2 separate regions of the Sus scrofa genome follow, and region 1 is linked to region 2. The links are chromatin contacts, called in public HiChIP or PLAC-seq maps. All regions are on one chromosome and are shown on one strand. Each heading gives the region's core, a stretch centred on a gene start, on an enhancer-like site or on the middle of the called end of the contact. The rest is flanking DNA. Distances are from core to core; before and after follow the strand shown.

Evidence for each region. HiChIP or PLAC-seq counts read pairs in DNA pulled down with a chosen protein or histone mark.
Region 1: a contact with region 2 is called in an H3K27ac HiChIP or PLAC-seq map of alveolar macrophages. The contact joins two enhancer-like sites. A contact is called at or near these places in 1 of 47 Hi-C or Micro-C datasets (epiblast stem cells) and 1 of 2 datasets of contacts at active chromatin or transcription factors (alveolar macrophages).

What each region holds. Positions count from the first base shown.
Region 1 is chr15:92,107,358-92,111,351 of Sscrofa11.1, reverse strand. No RefSeq gene overlaps it. Among named protein-coding and RNA genes, the nearest start is that of CALCRL, 170 kb to the left of the region's middle. Within about 2 kb of position 1,686, at least 1 of the 83 cell types and tissues checked has an H3K27ac peak or open chromatin away from gene starts, as enhancers often do. A contact at or near this core is called in alveolar macrophages, where this site is marked.
Region 2 is chr15:91,891,746-91,895,787 of Sscrofa11.1, reverse strand. No RefSeq gene overlaps it. Among named protein-coding and RNA genes, the nearest start is that of ZSWIM2, 29 kb to the right of the region's middle. Within about 2 kb of position 2,292, at least 10 of the 83 cell types and tissues checked have an H3K27ac peak or open chromatin away from gene starts, as enhancers often do. A contact at or near this core is called in alveolar macrophages, where this site is marked.

The DNA of each region.
Region 1 (3,994 bases), core at 437-2,936, 220 kb before region 2:
AATGGTGGAAGAAGGTGAAGTTGACTGAAAGGTAGCAAAAGAGGATGTCTCAGATTCACTGTAATCCCTATCAAAATTCCAATAGACTTTCTTGCAGAATTGAAAAGGCAAATTCTTTAATTCATATGGAATTTCAAGGTGTCCTGAAGAGCTAAAGCAATGTTAAAAAGAAGAATAAAATTGGAGGACTGACACTTCCTGATCTCACAACTTACTGCAAAGATAAAGTAATTTAAAATAGTATGGCACTGGCACAAGGACAGACATATACACAAACGGAATAGAATAGAGAACCCAAAAATAAACTATCACATACATAGCCAATTAAATTTGACAAAGGAACCAAGACCATTTAATGAGGAAAGGACAGTCTTTTCAATTCAGTATACTGGGAAAACTGGATATCCACATTCAAAAGATTGAAGCTGGACTTTTATCTTCCACTACCTATAAAAGTTAACTCAAAATCTACCAAAGACCCAACCTTAAGAGCTAAAACCATAAAACTCTTAGAAGAAAACTGTGGAAGATCTTCATGGCACTGGATTTGATAATGATTACATGGATATGACCCCAAAAGTGAAGGCAAAAAAAAAAAAAAAAAAAAGTAGATAAATTGGACTTCATCAAAATTAAGAAATTTTACATATTAAGGGATACTATCAAAAAAGTGAAAACCTACAGGGAATATTTTTTTCTTTCTAGGGCCACACATGTGGTATATGGAAGTTCCCAGGCTAGTGGCTGAATTGGAGCCCTAGCCACCGGCCTATGCCACAGCCATGCCAGATCCAAGCCCATGTCTAAGACCCACACTGCAGTAAATGGCAATGCTGGATCCTTAATCCACTGAGCAAGTCCAGGGATCAAACCTGCATCCTCATGGATACTAGTTGGGTTCATTACCACTGAGCCACAGTGGGAAGCCTAAGGGAAAATATTTACAAATCACATGTCTAATAAGTGACTGAGATTCAGAATATATCAAGAACTCCTAAAACTCAACAACAAAAATAACTCAGTTCAAAAATGGGCAAAGAACTTGAATAAATATTTTTCTAGATAAAATATACAAATGGATAATAAGCACATGAAAAGAAGCTTAATACCATTACTCATTAGGAAAATTCAAATTAAAACCACAATAAGATCACCACTTCATACCTACTAGGATGACTAAAAAAGAATGGAAAATAAAAACAGCAAAGATGTAGAGAAATTAGAACCCTCCTTCATTTCTGATGGTAAAGTAAAATGATGCACCTGCTGTGGACAACAGTTTGGCAGTTTCTCAAAATATAAAACTTTCATATGACCCAGCTATTCCACTTATAGATATATATATCAAAAAGAACTGTAAGCAGAGACTTAAAAAGATATGTATATGGCAGCATTTTTCACAACAGCCAGAAGATGGGAAAAATCCAAGTGTCCATTATCAAATAAATGGACAAAGAAATATAATAAATTCACACAGTGGAATATTATTCAGCCATAAAAAGGAATGGTAATTTTATATATGCCACAACATGAACAGACCATGAAAACATTATATTTAAAGAAACAAGCCAGGCACTGGAGGACAAATACTGTAGGATTCCTCATATATAAGATACCTAGAATAGGCAAATTCATGGAGCAAAAAGTAAAATAGAGCTTCCTAGAGAAAGAGAGGAAGTTATTATCTAATGATGAAAATGTTTTAAGTATAGACTGTGGTGATGGTTACACAACATCTTGAATGCATTTAACACCACCAGATTATAAACTTAAGAAAGATTAAAATGATAAATATTACGTTATGTAATTTTACCAACATAAAAAAAGAGGGCATTAGGTCCTTGTATTAATGCATTTCTTTCTTTTTTTTTTTTTTAATGGCTGTACCCACAGCATATGGAAGTTCCCAGACCAGGAACTGAATCCAAGCAACAGCTGCAACCTATGCCACTGCTGAGGCAACACCAGATCCTCTGACCCACTGTGCTGAGCTGGGGATTGGAACCCATGCCTCCACAGTGACTCAAGCTGCAGCAGTTAAAATTTGTAATCCACTGTGCCACAGTGGGAACACCTACTAATGTATTTCTTGATGAAGAAGCTAAAGACATATATATGTATGCATGTGTATGTATATATGTGTGTGTATATATGTGTGTATATATGTACATATATGTTCATATATTTGTATTCACTTTCTCAAGGTACATCCACTTATGATTTGCCCTTTTTTGAAAGTATACTATACTTCTGTAAAATTTACATTAAAATAACAAAAAGTTTATCTTATTGATGCATACATTTTCTATGGCAAATAACAAATAATATATGGTAAAAATTTAACTTTTTCTTAAGTCATTTACTTGATTCTTGGAAAGTTACATAAAATCCTTATACTCAGTTCCTTAAGTCATAAGTTCAATTATTTAACATAAAAATACAAATGAGATGTTTGCATTGCTATATTAGTTTGCTAAGCCTACCATAACAACATACTACAAACTGAGGAACTCAGACAACAGAAATTTGTCTCTCACAGTTCTGGAGGCTAGAAGTTTGAGATCAAGGTATTACTAGGATTGCTTCCTTCTGAGACATGTGAGAGAGAAACTTTTCCATGCTTCTCCCATAGCCACTAGTGGTTTTCTGACTGTCTTTGGCATTTCTTGCTATTAGAAGCATCTCTCCAATCTCTGCTTTTATCTTCACATGGCGTTCTCCCTGTGTGCATGTCTCTGTGTCCAAATGTTCCCTTTTTAATAAGGAATCCAGTTTGAACTAGGGGCCCACTATTCCAACACAATCTCATCCTAACTAATTACGGCTGCAATGATGTTCTGCCTAATTAAGGTCATATTCTGAGATACTAGGGGTTAGGACTTCACCATATGAATTATGGGACGAAAAAATTCAATTTGGAACAATTACCTTGCCCTTGAGTTAGGCTTATTTATTTGTAAAGATCAAACAGTATACATGTTGAAGGCTCTTAAGCTTATCAACAGATTTTTCTCTGTAATACTGGTATTGCTGTAGTCAGTGAAAAATGCAGAGACACAGGTGGATCTGAGGCATATTTTTACCTGGCATTTTTCTAGGAGGCTAGGTCTGAGCTTTATATCATTTCCAATACATTATGAAGTTTGTATTTTCTCATCCTTAAATAAGTTGCCCAGATTTACTGCATTAGTTAGTAATGAAAAAAGTATTTGAAACACAATATAAATTTCAATGATTGGCTCTCTCTCTCCTGTAGTCTCCATTATTATTTATTGGAAGTTTCTATATAAAAGCCATAGCAAAGGCATCTTTCTTTTCTAAGAATGTGAGGAATTACATGAATGTTCTAATAGCTTTGATAGTTATCTACCCATCGTTACTCTTCACACAGAGCCAACATCCCCAGTGATGGGACCCACCTCATCTGTTTTACTGTAGCAGCAATTGAAAGCCTTTTACTTCAGTCTGTGTTGCCAGAAGTTAACTTCCAGTAACCACTAGAAATCACTGTAACACACATGCTAAATACATTACTCATTAGTAAAACTATTTAAATTTTTCATCCCTGGAACAAAGTCTAATAGTTATGGAAGCCATATGGTACTCTCAGGGTGAGTGCGAAATACTCTTTGATGTTAAGCGTAATGATAAAAATAATTAATTGTGCTACAAATATTGCAATTTTATTCTTTGAAACCTCTCCACAGAACACTTACTTTTTGATAAGAGAGATCAAATTTTTGTTGAAGGGAATGATAATAACCATCTGTTGAGTTAAGTAACTATTTGGACTTTGCACTAAAATCAGAATAATTCCATATCTCAGATACATCAAAGGTATGATTTAGAGAGAGCTAGCCTATTGTTGGAAAAATCAGCAAATGAAAAAATGAAACTTTTTTTCCTCCATCTTTTATCAGAAACTGGCATTCCAAAGTACAGAGTGTCCTTTACACCCCTCCCAGAAGAGGCTGCTGGGGTTTATACTTCTGAA
Region 2 (4,042 bases), core at 1,043-3,542:
GTTTTCCTATAGCTCACTTAGCTTCTTCAGACTGCTATTTTGAATTCTTAATCAGCTAGATCTCAAAATTCCATGCCTTTGTGTTCAGTTAATGGAGAATTACCTTTTTTTGTGATGATATACTTCCTTGATTTTTTCATGTTCCTTATAGTTTTGCATTTGAAGCATCAGACACCTCTTTAAATATTTACTAATTGCCTTCAGACCATTCATTGGTACTGTTACAGCTGAGGTTTTCTCTGCCTCCTGGGCTTTCCAGAAGGTGAATTATATATAGCTCCTGTTCACAGTTTCTTCCTTACCCCAAGATCCTGTGCTTTTTTTTCTAATAGCATTCCACTTATTAGACTGCTTTTGCCACTGCACTCAGGAGCATGCCCAAGAAGCCACAGAGCAGCTGAAGTCCTGACACAGTCAGCAGACACCTTGTCCCTTTAGTGCTTTTTGTATATTCTTATCTGCCTCTTTCCCTATATCTTCTCTCCCTCCAGTCACATAGGTCCTACCTCAGTACTGGGTGCTTCTGGTTTCTGGGCTATACAGCTTCCTGGTGCTCTCACCAGACCCCCTGGTCACAAGGAACCAGGAGGCACTCTCTAGAGCAGGTGAGGCTATGACTCAGCTCCTACCCTGGGCATAATCAAGTCAGGCCTGGCAAAACTCCTCTTTTGAGAATCAAAATCAGGTAGATCTGCACCCTTCCAAATTCCCTTGTCAGAATGTAACATTCTGCAGATGAGCAAAGCCACTAGTCGGGATTACTGCTTGGACACTGCAGATATGAACTCAGTCTGCCAAGATTTGTGTGCTGGTAATGGTATACCCCTCCCCGCTTCTCCATCACAGTCCAATTCCCAGTAGTTGATACCTTGCAGATTCCACTACAATCCCTATGGTGTAAGATGAGAGTATGTGTTCCAACAAAAAGACCCACAATACTGGGGGGAGGTGGCTAGTTGTTGCCCAGGGTTCTCTTTTCCCCCTGGAGGAACAGAGGCTCAGAGAGACCGTTCCTTTCCTTGTGGTGCTGTGCTGGCCTAGAGAAGGAGAATGTCATCAACTTGTAGCTGCTTCCCTTACCCTCTACTGAGGTCTCTCTTGGTCTCTGTGGTGCAGGGAAGGTGTTTCAGCCTCACCCCTGGGTTCTGAGATTCTCATGGTGTCTTGTTCTTGAATAGTTTGTTGGTTGTTCCTTTAGTGAGGGGAGCAAAATCAGAAACAAGCTATGTTGTCATCTCGGTGAAGTCATTCTCATAAAGCTTGGCTTATAGTTCTAAAATTAGAGTTCTATTGGATTAAATCATATCTACTACAGTAGTTTCATAAGTGTCATTAATATTCCTGTAACTTTTTTAAAATTCTTGTTGCTGCATTCTATTCTTCCTGGCAAAAAGACCTTAGATATTCAATACAATATTGCACATGACATTTTTAACCTAATTATAAAGTCTCTTCTTTAACTGGGAGGGGGCTGGAGGATGTGGGGAAGATGAAGGTGGAGGCAGCTAGTAAACTTAGCAATCATAAAATATAACCTCTCTGGTTCCATGAGGCCACAGAATAATATTCCTAGGGACCATGATAACTACTCTCTAACACATTATTCTTTGAACTTGCAAGATTAACTTTGTTCCAGGGATCAAATCCTTCTTTACATGTGCTAAAACATCTGCTCCATAATTCAAAGAAAATCAGTGGCAAGTATAATTAGGAGTGTTTCAAAATGTATTTTTAATCAAGGAATATGAAGGATTATTTTTTCAATTTCAATAGTCAATACTCTAATATAGCTTCTGTAAAACTTTAAATTTAAAAATTAATATTGTGGAAATGTAGACTTTAAGTTTGATATTCTTTGATACAAAATTACTGGCATATAACATTTGTTGTTAGGTTTCTAAAAGCAAGTGAAACATCTTCAAAATGTCTGATAACTACAAACTACATATGTATGAAACCAAGAAAAGGCAAACCCTATTTTCACATTTACATCTTGTTATCAACTTACCTCAAGGGATTACTTTTGAAGTTTTCAGTATGGGGGCGGGGTAAGAAATAGTGTATCACCAACCAGGCTCCATCAGATCTAAGAGCTCTGAGTATAAGCACTCCACCCACACACAGCTGCATGGCCCAATTTAAGCATGTGATTTTGAGAGGGAAATGTTGGAAAAAAACAGAGTCAGAGGTTGCACAATTCAGGAGATTTTTGCCAAAGTGCTCCCCAGCTTGCCTGAGACACACTGAATCTGGCCCTCAGACATGCTGAAAGGGCTTTCCTTGATCTCCACAAAGCCAGAAGCAAGGCCACTGTAGCAGCCAACTGATTCTCCTGGGTCAGTTAGACCCAAGTTCAACTGCCTCGTAACATCTGGGCTAGAGCAAAGAAAGATTCTTCTCTTTGTTGTTGGGTCCAACATCAGCACAGCACAAAACTAGCTAAGTAATATTCTGTCTGTATTTTGATATTTTCATGGATGATTGTCCTAAATAAAAATAGGGCAGAGTTTGTTTTTTAATCAAGATGTGGTAGTAGGCTTCCCTTTTCTTTATATTATGGTTTTTCAAGAAAAATTCCTCGGAATAATACATTAAATATACTCACTCGATGGTAAACTAGTCAGAAAAAAATAGCCATAAATAAGAAAAATGAAATTCTTTAATGGTAAAAAGAAAAAAGCTGGTAATATCAATAGAAAGTTAGAGTTAGATGTAGAATTATTAAAAACATCATTACTCCTGTGAAGATAAGAATGACTCTTTATTCCATGTTACACTCTCTATGGCAGAAGATCCACAATAGCTTCAATATGTTTGATTTTTTAAAAATCTTGTTGTCAAATTCTCTCCTGTAAACCAGAGAGTAGATGTAGGGGAGACAAAAGGAAGGAAGGAAGGAAGAAGGGGGAGGGAGGGAGAGAGGAAGGAAGGAAGGAAAGAAAAGGAAGAAAGAAGGTATAAAGCAATAATAAAATGTCATTTTTTTAGTATCAGTGGGCATACAGTAATGTTCCGGGGATGATGACAAGCACTTTGATAAAGTATGGTGTGTTCAGGGCCTTTTTTTTTTTTTTTTTTTAAGGGCTGCACCTATGGCATATGGAAATTCCCAGGCTAGGGGTGGAATCAGAGCTATTGCTGCCAGCCTATGCCAGAGCCACAGCAATGCCAGATTTGAGCCATGTCTGCAACCTACACCACAGCTCATGACAATGCTGGATCCTCAACCCACTGAGCGAGGCCAGGGATCAAACCTGCATCCCCATGGATCCTAGTCGGGTTTGTTAACCACTGAGCCATGATGGGAATTCCCTATTTAGGGTTTTTGTGTTTGGTTCTTCATAAGCAATAGAGAAGACAATCAATGTATGATTATTAGAACTTTCCTGGGCTCCTAAGACCAAAAATGCACAACCCACATATTTTTTTCCAGCACAAATAGCAATATAGATATCACACAGCCCTAGTGTGCTTTATAACACAAAAATGCACTTTAAGACACTGTTTTTACAGTACTTTTATTTATTAACTCTAGTATTATCTTAAACATGTGTTGTCTCTGTCCTCATTTTGGCAGGGAACCAACATTATTCTGCTCTGATGCCTGGATGATAGATTTTTTTTTCTTTTTTTTTTTTTTTTTCTTGCCGCCCTGTGGTATAGGGAGTTCATGGGCCATGGATCAGATCCCAGCTGCAGTTTCAACCTACACCACAGCTGAATGCCAGGTCCTTAACTCATGGTGCCAGGCTGGGGAACTAACCTAAATCCCAGCGACACAGAGATGATGCTGATCCCATTGCACCACAGTGGGAACTCATGGATGAGAACTATTTTAAGCCTCTTCAGCAGTCTACAGCCTCTGCCTGCTTGAGTCTAAACTGGAAATGGTTCCTATATTTGTATAGAACCATGGCACTTCCTATGTAACACAATTAACTATTCCCTGTAAATAGTTAAGTTGGTATTTTAACATTTAATTAGCCTATGCTAAGAGCACGTTATCCACTAAATCCATCCACATGACATGATCCTTCCTGAT